2 separate regions of the Hordeum vulgare genome follow, and region 2 is linked to region 1. The links are chromatin contacts, called in public Hi-C maps. All regions are on one chromosome and are shown on one strand. The core of a region is the stretch at or near the end of the contact, and the rest is flanking DNA. Distances in the headings are between cores, read along the strand shown.

Region 1 (6,351 bases), core at 1,478-3,977:
CTCAGATTTCAAAGACGGTCCAGTACAACAAAGGGAACATGTACTCCCTCTGTTTCTTTTTGAGTTTGCATATAAAATTTGGTCAAAGTCAAACTCTATAAAGGTTGGCTAACTTTACAAAAGAATATATTAATATTCAAGGTATGAAATCATTATTATTAGATGCATCATCAAATTGACTTTCATACTATATAACTTTAACATTGTAGATGTTGATATTTTTTTGTACAAGTTTGGTCAAACTTTGTTTAACTTGGCTTTGACCAAACCTTATATGCAAAGTAAAAAAGAAACGGAGGGAGTACATGAGAAGAACTAACCTCAGATTTTAGAGACGGACTTGCATGCAACGTTCTGGTGCATATGAATAGAAATTTGTTCTTAGACTACTCACAATGGAGAGTAACATGCATATGTTAGTAGTCTAAGTTACTACCTTCAAAGTGGATAGTAACATAGGGTTAGTAACATTAAGCCTTTTATTTATTAGCTTATAGACTCATCTTGCCTTGGTATGCGCTATGTTACTCATAGACCCTGTTTGGATCCATGAGTTGGAGTTAGAGTTGGCTAGATTGGATCAAACTAACCCCAAAACATTCAAATAGGAGGGTTAGAGTTGGTTAGATGCATCTAACCCATCCAAAAAAACTAACTCACCCAAGAGGTGCTTATTTGGGTTAGAGTTAGGTGAAGCCAAAAAAAGTTACTTTTCCCTCTACCTCCTTCATACCAAATCCTAGTTAAAGGAGCCAAATGATTGGAAAAGGTGCATTTATTGACAATCTAACCCTTTCATCCAAACACCTCTTTGGTTAGAGTTAGTTCAGGGTTAGTCCAGGGTTAGAATATAACTCTAACCTCTAACCGAGTTAGAGTATTCAAACAGGGCCATAGTATGAGTAACTACTAGCTAAGTTACTCAATTTCTCTCTTTTTATTAATTGGTTCACACATCATATATTTTTTCTTTAGGTGACATCTATGTTACTACCTATGTTATTTTCATTATGAATAATCTTAGAGTTGTATGAAGTGAAGAGCTTGTATATGTATTACTGCAACCTAACAGCTAGCTTAGTGACCAACGACTATTTATTTGAATGCGCATCCTTCAAAATAATAATATTATAATGCCTTAGTTTTTATGTTTTTCCTACTCTCCCTTCAAACACCCACTTGTGCCAAATCCTGTGTTTTTCATTTCCACATGATTCAAATGGAGAGGGCATGTCAATCCTCCATTTTTCCTATCCTATAAATCAAAAGAGCCCTAAGTACGTTTATTTTTACTGTTTTACCTAACCCTGTAGCACAGGGACCTACTACTTTGTAGCATAGCATACAGCTGGCCTCCACAAGGGTGCACTGCTCGAAGCCTTGGTTACAACCCACGTTGTACCGGCAACTCCAGTGTCGGCGAGCCACCATGGTTTCCTTTGATAAAACCAGCCGACACATACTTCGTTCAACCACACCCGGCATGCGCTGTTTGACGCATCGGTAGACCAAAACAAATTCTAGTTACCGTTTGTGTGCCCCTGACCAACAACTCCTCCATCGCCGAAGGCGCGTTCGTGGGAGCCATCCTTGGCAGCCCATGTTGGTTGGTACCGGCAACTCCAGGGTGCCATGGTTCGTTAATAAAATCCAGTGACAGGCTGACTTATACTCCATTCAACTCAGAGAGACCACCTAGCTGTTCCTCCACGACCAAACGCACCCCAATCGGCATCGCGACGATGGGAAGTGTGGCGCCCTGACTGACCGATTAATTAGTCTGTGTCAAAGGTGAACCAATTCAAGCTTTTGGACCGTGGATTGTTGACAAATAAAACAGGTTCTTGCCCATCTTCACACGGTTTACGTACGTACTCTTATTGACATAGCTGGCCTTGGTGAGTTGGTGGCACCTCCACCAAAATTAGTCACACTCCAAAAGAAAAATATCATAAAAACTATTTGGAGTGCTCGGGCCTGCCCAACATTTCCCCGTGTCGGCGTGGTCGTCCATTAGCTAGTAGCAACTGTGGTTCTTGACCAAGTACTGCACCGGAACACCTTTTGCACTATCTAGGCTAGAGGTGTTTCTGGATTCAGAGCAGTAGCACAGTACAATAAAAGGGAAATTTCATAAACTAATACTCCCTCCGTTCCTAAATATAAATCTTTCTAGAGATTTCATTATTAAACTACATACAAATGTATATAGACATATTTTAAAGTATGTATTCACTCATTTTACTCCGTATGTAGTCACTTATTAAAATGTTTAAAAAGACTTATATTTTGAAACGTAGGGAGTAATAATAATACTCAAGTCCAAGCTGCTCGCTCAAGGACAAAAAATTACTTGGCGCGGTCCTTGCCGCCTGCTGCACTCCAAGCGTGCCAGTTTCATGCAGGCTCTTTTAACTCTTGCACCACACACCATGCAGCTCGCCAGCCAGCCTCATGCAGACCTTAACTCCGCCGCACAGCTGGTTTCATGCTGCGGGCGTTAACTCCGCACCATGCATGCGTAACGCCTAACGTGTCCTGTCGCGTCGGGCGCGGTCCAAACATCCAAGAAAGCTTGAAAGTAACCTGGACGTGAACCGACCCGCGGCTGCACCTACCCCACGAACCGGTCCGCGTACGTCGGGCCTTTGATGGCGTGATCTGCTGCTTTGCTTCTTGGCCAAATTAAGTCGCCCCTCACCAAACCTTTCCTTCCTTTCAATCCCTCCCTCCCTCCCCGTCTCCACCCGGCCAGCCAGCGAGCCACCCTACTACCGCCGTTGGCCCGCCGCTATATATACCGCTCCGTCTCCTTCCCCGTTTCTCGTACCCATTTGTCTTCGCCCTCCTCGAGTCCTGCTGCGCTTGGTGCTGAGATCGAGCCGTGCTTTGCGCAAGCGTGTAATCGATCAAAGAGGTTTGCGATGGGCGGCGGGGTGGTGGAGGAGCTGGTGAAGAAGGCCGGCGGATGCGCGGTCATCGACGGCGGCTTCGCCACGCAGCTGGAGGCGCTCGGCGCCGACATCAACGACCCGCTCTGGAGCGCCGCCTGCCTCATCACCAAGCCGCACCTCATCAAGGAGGTAAACACAACCCAACCCAACCCAACCGGCCGACGTGCCGGCGTGCACAATGCCTCGGCCTCCTCGTATTATCATCATCATTAGTTCATGACCAGCAGCAAGCATATCCATGATCCGGCCGTCTCCCGTCGTGCTCGCCGCATCATCACAATATAATCGATGCACCAGCTGATAAATTACTATTATACGTAAGTAGTTAATTAGTAGCTTATTTAGTATCTTGTCTGACGCGGTTTGGCATGTGGTGAGGGTTTGTGCTTTAAGGTTATGTTAGCTACTGGTCAACTCTATCCCTACAGCTAATACTAGCGTGGTATGCGCAGATCAAAAGTAGAATCAATCTTGGTGATGACCAGGACCATGGCAATGTTTCCATCTTCTCACCTACCTATCTTTATCATTTAAAAAAGAATTGAAGAGATATGACCTACTAGTACCTCTCAGCATTTAAAAAGAGATTGAAGAGGAGGTCACCTAACTTTTTGACAGGCAGAGGTTTTAAGGGGGAAATAGACCACCCACTTTTATTGTTCAGATTTAGGCCTAAGTACATCGATTAATTTGACTTGACCGCTTCGTCACATGACTTTTATAGTGCCTACTGCCTACACCTGAATTGTGTTGCAAACTACTGCTCCTATATAGCAAAACGTCGACTTCAGACGAGTCTCGGAAGCTAACTCAACTTCGGCCATTGCTTTTGTAGATGAATACATACTCATACTACTGTTCCGTTAGTTTCTTTTACAGATTTCACATCTCGCACTGGTATCGTCAGGTCAATGACCGCTGGAACTGCCCGCGGAAGTACTAAAATACCCTCATGCGCATTTTTTGACATAGAAACGGAAAGTGTGAGAAAAGTATTGAGAAAAAAAGTGCCCGCAAGAAAATACATAAATATTTGGCCTATTTGAAACATTTTTTTTAAGTTTCACAGTACAAGCATGTATTTGTACAAAACTATTTTGGGCAACATGTTCATGTGATGAACATAGCCTCATGCCTGTTACAACGTGGAAATCATATATTTGCCGCATGAAACGAGGACCGTGCCGAGGGTGTTTTCGTACTTTTGCATGATTCTGAAAAAAGAAATAGTCTTGACCAAATTCGCAAAAACAAAAAAAACAAAAACAGTCTTGACCTAACTTTAACGGTGACATACAGCAAACGCGTAAAACAAACTAATGGAACAATTCAACCTGCACTTTAGCCAACAACAAAAAAAAAACCAGCAAACATTGAATCCACAATAGACAGTTGGGGGAAAAACTTTTTTACGGGAGAAGATCCTTGTGCGTATGTTTTCAGTGTGGGTGTCAACATAAGCATCTTTTTTTTACATGTGCAGGTCCATATGCAGTATCTTGAAGCTGGCGCCGACGTCATCATCTCCTCGTCCTACCAGGTACGATCATCATCGCTGCTATTCCACCGCTGCAAATCTGCTATGGCTTCATACACAGATCGAATCCCATGAACGAATAAGAGAGAAATGTCATCATGCCTTCCATTTCCTGCAGGCAACTATCCCGGGGTTCCTGGCCAGAGGACTGCTCCTCGAGGAGGCAGAAGGGTTACTGCGAACCAGCGTCCAGCTGGCGCTGGAGGCCCGAGACGAGTTCTGGAAGTCGACGCTGAGGAAGTCGAAGCCCGTCTACAACCGCGCCCTCGTCGCCGCGTCCGTCGGGAGCTACGGAGCGTACCTCGCCGATGGATCAGAGTACAGGTGAGCAACACACGATCGAGTGCCGTTGCAAGAACTCTGAAACATCTTGAGAAGCACAAGCGTTTTACATCCATTCGTGTAATTGGTTTTGCAGTGGGTCGTACGGAGACGACGTCACGGCGGAGAAGCTCAAGGACTTCCACCGGCGCCGGCTGCAGGTCCTCGCAAGCGCTGGCCCCGATCTGATCGCGTTCGAGGCCATTCCCAACAAGATGGAGGCTCAGGTATGCTTTGTGCTGATGTAATCCCTGTGAGTACTGGTTCAAAAGGCCTGTCAAATTCGTTTGCTTGAAGGAACGAACGCATTTTGTAGGCTCTGGTTGAGCTTCTGGAGGAAGAGGACATCCAGGTGCCTTCTTGGATCTGCTTCAGCTCGGTGGACGGCAAGCACCTCTGCTCAGGCGAGAGCTTCGGGGACTGCCTCGAGATCCTCAACGCCAGCGACAAGGTCGCCATCGTGGGGGTGAACTGCACGCCGCCTCAGTTCGTCGAGGGCATCATACGCGACTTCAAGAAGGTCTGCTGCAGTTTCTTCCCTGTCTGTTCAGCGGTCTTATATCCGGTGACCTTTTTCACCACAACACGTCTGAAACCTGAAAACAATGCGTCTTGGTCGTGACTCTCCGGCAGCAAACGGAGAAGGCGATCGCGGTGTACCCGAACAGCGGCGAGGTCTGGGACGGGAGAGCCAAGCGGTGGCTGGTGAGTAGACGGCTGACGCTGCGTACTTCCTTCTAGTTAATTATTATACTGACGCATGATTTTCGTTAATGTGATGCGAACTTGACGCAGCCGGTGGAGTGCTTCGGCCGCAAGAGCTTCGACGTGATGGCGAGAAGGTGGCAGGAGGCCGGCGCCAGCCTGGTGGGAGGATGCTGCCGCACGACGCCGTCGACCATCCGGGCGGTGTCCAAGGTGCTCAAGAGCAGGAACGGGCTGTAGTGATCTCTTCTTCAGAAGTTCAGAGTCGCGGTTTCGTATGAGGGTGTGTTGTCCTGAGGAGGTGTAGAACGTCTGATGATGTGTGCTGCTGACGTGCACCGATAGAAATTGGGCACTGGTTATCCAGTCATCATGGATTCGGGTATAGGTTGAGGTAGAGAGAAATATTACTATGTCGTTTGGGTGTCAGGTTCTTTAACAAAAATCAGTCCATCAGGAATTCAGGATGTTCTAAGATAGCTGCTCAAGCCATATTTTGCCCATCAGTTAGTTGTGTCTGACAAGATTATGATGTAATCATGATTTTCACCTGATTTCCCGAGCAATTATTTTAAGCTTATTACTTAATGAAAATGACAAACGGTTGCCTCGTATAAAAAGCATCTACCGTAATGCAAATATTAAAGGCACTATTACCTACTCAAACTAGGGTCATACTTGGATACGTTTTAGTCCCATGAATAAAAACTAGCAAAAGGACCCGTGCGTTGTAACGGGAGAAAAACAATTATAATCTCCAATGATGCTGATCATAATTGAATTAGCATTTTTTTTATGTCTTTAAAATTTATTTTCTTTAAAATGATCATAATC
Region 2 (6,351 bases), core at 1,005-3,504, 220 kb before region 1:
CCGTGTTTAGTCATTTTTTGCCCTATATGACAGATTGTTTGTAACACTCTCTATATAGGGCAGCTGTTAGAGATGCTCTAAGGAACGCTTGAACTATATCTCGCCTGACGCATGCTCGCCTCGCCTCAGACGCGGAGCGATCAGATCGGCAAAGTACTGTAGCAGCGTGTGCCTCACAGTATTTTTTTCTTCTGTTATAGTAATTTGGTTCTCAATCGGTTTTCATATGTTTACTTCTTTTATATGTTGCTTTTATTTTCTTCTTTATTGATATTCTTTGCTTTTCTATGTTCCTTTGTTTTTTTCCTTTTTAGTTTATATTGCCTACACATGGATACCTTTTTTAGTACGGAATATAAATACTTTAGTGCACACGTAAAACGTTATTTTGATACACATTGAACATTCTTCAAATACATGATGGTTTGTCCCTGTTTTTAGGGCAGTACCCGGTGGTGGACTCCGCGCTTGCCGCTGCCGTCGCTCACAGCATCGGGCGTCTACGGCCCTTGCAGCTTGCAGCAGACCCGGCGAGTGGCAACGGCCACCGGCAAGCTATGATCGCGCGCAGCCCTGGCGAGCGGCAACGGCCACCGGGCCCGGCGAACGGCGCCCATCCCCGGCGAGGATGCCAGTAACCCAGTCCCACGCCCACAGCCACCTCTTTCCCCAGCTCCGGCGGACAAGCTGCATAACTGCGATGGCGAGGCACACTCACGATACACGATGCTGCAACTAACATCGATTTTTGCTGCATGCTTCAACCGGCATCACAATTTGCTACAACCGCCATCGCTATTTGCTGCAACTAGTGTTGCATTTTGCTACATCGCATATGGCTTTGCAATTTTTGCTACAACCGGTAATGAAAAAAGCTACATCCAGTGACATGATTTGCTGCAACGGCCACGTTGAAGTTTTTGGTGGCAACAGTGGCGTTGTGATTTTTGCTGCAACCTTGTCGGTCCTTCGTTGTAGCTTTTTTCATCAACGGTTGTAACATTTTATGTCAACGGTTGCAACATTCTATCATGACAATGACCGCTTGCAGCTTTTTATATGTTTGGTTGCAGCTTTATTCATCAACGGTTGTAGCATTTTATGTCAACGGTTGCAGCATCCCGCCATGACAATGACCGCTTGCAGCTTTTTATATGCCCGGATGAAGCTTTTTCATCTGGGTTTGAAGCTTTTTTGACAGCGGTTGTAGCATGAGCGCAAAAATGGTTTCCATCGCCGTCCAACAGCAACCCCATGTCCACAAGCGCCTCCGCTTGCAGCACTAACTCGAGGGCCTCCCTCGGCGATGCGACCCCACCGGCGAAACCATGAGAAGCTTGGCTGGGGGACGAGATGCTCGTAGAAGCACGGGGGAGAAGAAAGTTTCTCGCCGCATCAGGTCGGCGTCCCCAACGACGGCGGCCGGTGGTCGTCCTCAACAGATGAGAGAAGGTGGGGGGGGGAGGAGAAGGTCGCTCGGGGGAGAGAAGGGTGCTCGCGTGTGGTCAGAAACTCGCGCGAGGGGATAAGGCTGTGACGGGATGCGAGCCGCTAGATCTAATCGCATCAGACGTCGTGCGATGGACCGGCCCAAGCGTTCGGCCGGACTGTCGTATGTAAACGTTTACCCTGTTTTTAATACATGGTCAACACTTTTTCAAATACACGTTGAAACACTCTTTTAGTGGTAATAACATTTTCATAAACCTAAGCAAACATGGTCTTAAATTATATAAAAAAGATTGACAGAACCTTTTTCTTTGCAACGTAGGAACGTTTAGTTAAAACTTCATGTACAATTTTTGAATTGTACTAATGGTTTCTTTTATACTATACAAAACATTATCTATATAATGTATACAATTTTTTCAAAAAGTTCCCATACATTTTGAATGGCAAAAATATTTTTTTCATTGTCGCCATAATTTTGAAGCTGTCAACAATTTTATACCGTGTTAACATTTTCAAAAGTCATGATTTTCATTTTTTGATTAAATTAAGTTTTTAAAATATATACATTTATGTAGTTATTTTTACAAAAATCATAGTTTCAATTTTTTTAAAATAAATATGTAATTATAAAATATATAAATTTATATTCTGAACATTTAAAAATAAATAAATTAGTGAGACATCATGATAAGCCTCGTCCCTCCTCGGATGTCCCATCGCTGGCACGCCGTAGCTGCTCGCGGGCGAGACTGTGGTTATACTTGTGTGTGGCGAGAGATAGGTGTATCCTTGTAGGAACCTCGCGAGCAGTAAACATGTGCACGAGGCGCGATCCGAACAGACCGGTCCATATGGGATACAACAAAGCATAATAGCTCACGATAAACTATGATGAGAATCTCTACACTTGAAGAGGAGTTGGTAGCTTTCGTTTTAGGGTTTTTTTATCTTCCCTCTCATCTTCGTTTGATTTTTTCCTTCCTCCTTCCATCATCATATATTTGATAATGTATTTATAAGAAAAAAAATCAATCAAGTTTAATTTTAATGAATTTTTAAAGACCAAATCTGCATCAATTAATGGTACGATAAGTCGCTCAATCACATTAATTAATATTTTTATACATCACTAAATTACATTAATGCATATTCTATTCCAGATTTTTCCCACTCTTCCATCCCACCTTTATGTATTTTTTGTCTGGTTTTGTTTTGTCTCTCCTTCCGCCATCATATATTTAGTAATGTATTTATGTTATAGAATGAATTAAGATTAATTATCCTTAAAGATCAAATTTGAATTAATTAATTTTATCATAAATTGCTCAATTACATTAATTGATATTTACATACATCACCAAATTACATTAATTAACATTTTCTTTCAGTTTTTTTGTCTCCCTTCCTAGCTCCCGTTCGAGTGTTTCCATGTCTCTATTCAAGTGTGATTTGGTAGCTTTCGTTCCACGGTTTCTGTATTTCCCCTCCAACCTTCATCTACTTTTTCGTTCCTCCTTCCATCATCATATATATTTAATGATGAATTGATGTGAAAGAATCAATCAAGATTAATTTATAATAAATCTTTAAAAACTAAAGCTTAATTAATTAATCTTACCATAAGTCGCTCAATCACCTTAATTACTATTTTCTTACATCACCAAACTATATTAAGTAGTAGAACGCCCATGCGTTACTATGGGCTGCAATGATGCTAGTAAATAAGAAAAAATATGAAGGCCGTTTTTAAAGTGGAAGCTCATTTCCCCTCATATGCCCGATTGTTTTTAGACATCAAGTGGACGCCTACGGGCTCCCAAAAATCAAATTGCACGGACAGTCCGGACTCCTCCAATCTAGCCTATATGTAGGGGTGGTATCATTGTCCGAATTATCCGTCATGTCATTTCCCACACGCGATCCCAACATAAAAATCCCAACCCACAACTCATCATTCTCTTTTCCTGTCGGAACCCCCCATCTCGTTCGGTTTCCCGTCGTAGCGGGATATTTTTTGCTCGAGACGTCTCATTTAAAATTGGATGACACCCACCTCATCTTTTTCATGCTTTACATGGTACTTCCACACTGACCACCATGGAGGAGTCCCCACGCAAATGGCTTGGCCCGCATCCCTTCCCCTCATGTTCATGTTGATCCACCACCACCACTAAGGGGGACAAGGTGCGCACCGCCCATGACGCCCCCTCAGCCAAGAAGGCAGATCTGATGTTTCTTGACCCATTGCCACATTGTAACATATGGTAAAAAATATGATATTCGTTATTGGGCATGCAATTGATACATCATTGTTTCTATTTATAACTCTTGAAGCAACAAACAACTATGTTTATTCTTCTATCTTAACAAAAAAATTACACGACTTGATAAAGCAAATATGAACCACTCACTCTTGCAAATTATTTCGCTCGGACTGTCGTATCTGAACGGACCAACGCAACCCCCATCCCTCTCACTCTAAACCCTCACCGTTATCGCAAAATCCACTAACTCGTGTCTAAGTGAGACGTTGATCGCTGCCTCATGGAAGGCCAATGTCAAAGGACAAGGCATCAACCGCCTTATTATCTTAGTGCTAGTACCTCCTGATTCTATACTGGACCCGTCCTTCATCCCGGCCTCTACCACGAAGTTGCTACGCTCATGCGTTGCCATGAAAAATGGGAAGTTGTGACCAGAAATGTTCATACAAAGTATGAAAAATATCAATGTTCCTCTCCTCTACCCTCCCTTGCACACACACATGCCTAATTCATGATTCAAATGTATGTAGCGGTCATAAAAGAGAGAGAAACAGATTCCCTTCACTTTCTATCTCCTAAACCCGAAATTTCTTTTAGGTCACTAAATTTACTAATTCTAAGCTCCAATAAACCAAATGAAAGAGAGGGCATATCAAGTTGGACCCTTGAGCTTCGCTTCAACAAAAGATGGATGCGTGAGCTAAATATGAGAGCCTAAAGAGATAACATTCAAAATGTTTTGGGGGCTTTACTGAATTTCTTTTTTTTCTGTAGGACTCAGGTATGTTGCTTTTCTAGAAGAATGCCGACTACATAAAAATGTTGTTACTTTCAAGCGAGTGTTTGTCAACAAACTATTGCTTATTCCATGGCAATGCATGAAAAAAGTTAATCATCCATACGAGTGATTACCTTTACATAAATAGTATGTATCACTCACGTTTGACCACCTTCAGACGCTTCTTGACCTAAGTTGCAAACATAATCCTCCTATTTTGCATATATAATGGGAGAAGTAGTAAAATGTAGAAGAATGCAATTTTCTCAAGTCAAAATGCTTGGCACTTCTTTCTAAAGACGATAACATGTAAGATGAATAGTCTCCTATGCACCACACATGCTCGAAACTAATATATATTAAAAAACATTGCATGGTATTAACAATGGGCATTGAGAAATTTTTTATTACATTTGCCATGTTTATATATAGTAAAATGGCATCCCAATAACTCACCCAAATGCAATTAATTTGCACCTAAAAAATTTCATGATTCCCATTTGGAAAATGAAATAAAAATTAAATCATCGACATTTATATCCATTTTAATAATTCTGAATTTTATCCCCTTAAATCTACCATAAAAATGGTGTCCAAGTTAGCAAACGGCAGGCCCCCATGGACACCATCGCACCGCCCACGTTCCCTGAGAGCACATAGCCACCACATTGTGATGCATGCTGAAAGGATCGATATCGTTTACTAAAGAGGGGGGGGGGGTGAATAGGTGATGTCCCACAAGCGTATGGGATCGCAGCAGTTTTCGAGGGTAGAGTATTCAACCCAAATTTATTGATTCGCTCACAAGGGGAAGCTAAAGGATATTCTCAAGTATTAGCAGCTGAGTTGTCAATTCAACCACACCTGAAAGATTAGTGTCTGCAAGCAAAGTATCAGTAGCAAGGTAGTACGATAGCAACGGCACCAGAAAAAGCTTTGGCAATCCCCGGCAACGGCGCCAGAAGAAGCCTTGTTGACAAGATGTTAGCGCCAACAAAGTCTTGCAACAAGTAACAACAGAGTAGCAAGGAACAGTAGTAGCAGCAGCAGCAGCAAAGTGACAAGTAACAGTAGTAGCGACAACAGCAAAGTGGCCCAATCCCTCTTGTAGCAAGGGACAAGCCTAGGCAAAGTAACGTAGCGAGGACCAGTAGTAAAAGACTCGTAGGCAGTGGATCGGTGATGGATGAGTGTGATGGATGTGATTCATCATGTAACAGCTATAACACGGAGAGATAAGTGGCTAGCTCCCGTTCATCGATCTAATGTAGGCATGTATTCCGTATGTAGTCATACGTGCTTAGGGAAAAAAACTTGCATGTCATCTATTGTCCATCCCTCCCGTGGCAGCGGGGTCCTAATGGAAACTACGGGATATTAAGGTTCTCCTTTTAATAAAGAACCGGACCAACGCATTAACACGCGGTGAATACATGAACTACTCATACTATGGTCATCTCTGGAGTGGTTTCGACTATTGTCACTCCGGGGTTGCCGGGTCATAACACATAGTAGGTGACTACTACTCGCAAGATAGGATCTAAAACACACATATATTGGTGACAACATAATAGGTTCAGATCTGAAATCATGTCACTCGGGCCCTAGTGACAAGCATTAAGCATAGCCAAGTAGTAGCAACATCAGTCTAGAACATAGTGGATACTAGGGATCAATCCCCGTCAAGAACTAACTCGATTACATGATAGATCTCATCCAACTCATCACCGTCCAGCAAGCATACGATGAGATTACTCACGAACGATGAGGAGCATCATGGAATTGTCGATGGATAAAGGTTGATGATGACGATGGCGACGATTTCCCCTCTCCGGAGCCCGAAACAGACTCCAGATC

What was found. Hi-C and Micro-C count contacts between places; a contact is called where the count stands out from the background.
Region 2: a Hi-C map of leaf shows a contact between it and region 1, with 9 times the contacts expected there. The contact joins the enhancer-like site here to the promoter of LOC123449286 in region 1. A contact is called at or near these places in 2 of 6 Hi-C or Micro-C datasets (leaf and seedling).

The regions. Positions count from the first base shown.
Region 1 is chr4H:529,407,804-529,414,154 of MorexV3_pseudomolecules_assembly, reverse strand. It overlaps LOC123449286 (homocysteine S-methyltransferase 1), which reads left to right and starts at 2,727. Exons shown (of 7, transcript XM_045126443.1): 1 at 2,727-3,083; 2 at 4,438-4,494; 3 at 4,610-4,815; 4 at 4,910-5,039; 5 at 5,129-5,332; 6 at 5,446-5,517; 7 at 5,608-6,131. The coding sequence starts at 2,925. The coding sequence ends at 5,757.
Region 2 is chr4H:529,622,979-529,629,329 of MorexV3_pseudomolecules_assembly, reverse strand. No RefSeq gene overlaps it. Among protein-coding and RNA genes, the nearest start is that of LOC123449287, 180 kb to the left of the region's middle. Within about 2 kb of position 2,254, at least 3 of the 3 cell types and tissues checked have open chromatin away from gene starts, as enhancers often do. A contact at or near this core is called in leaf and seedling, where this site is marked.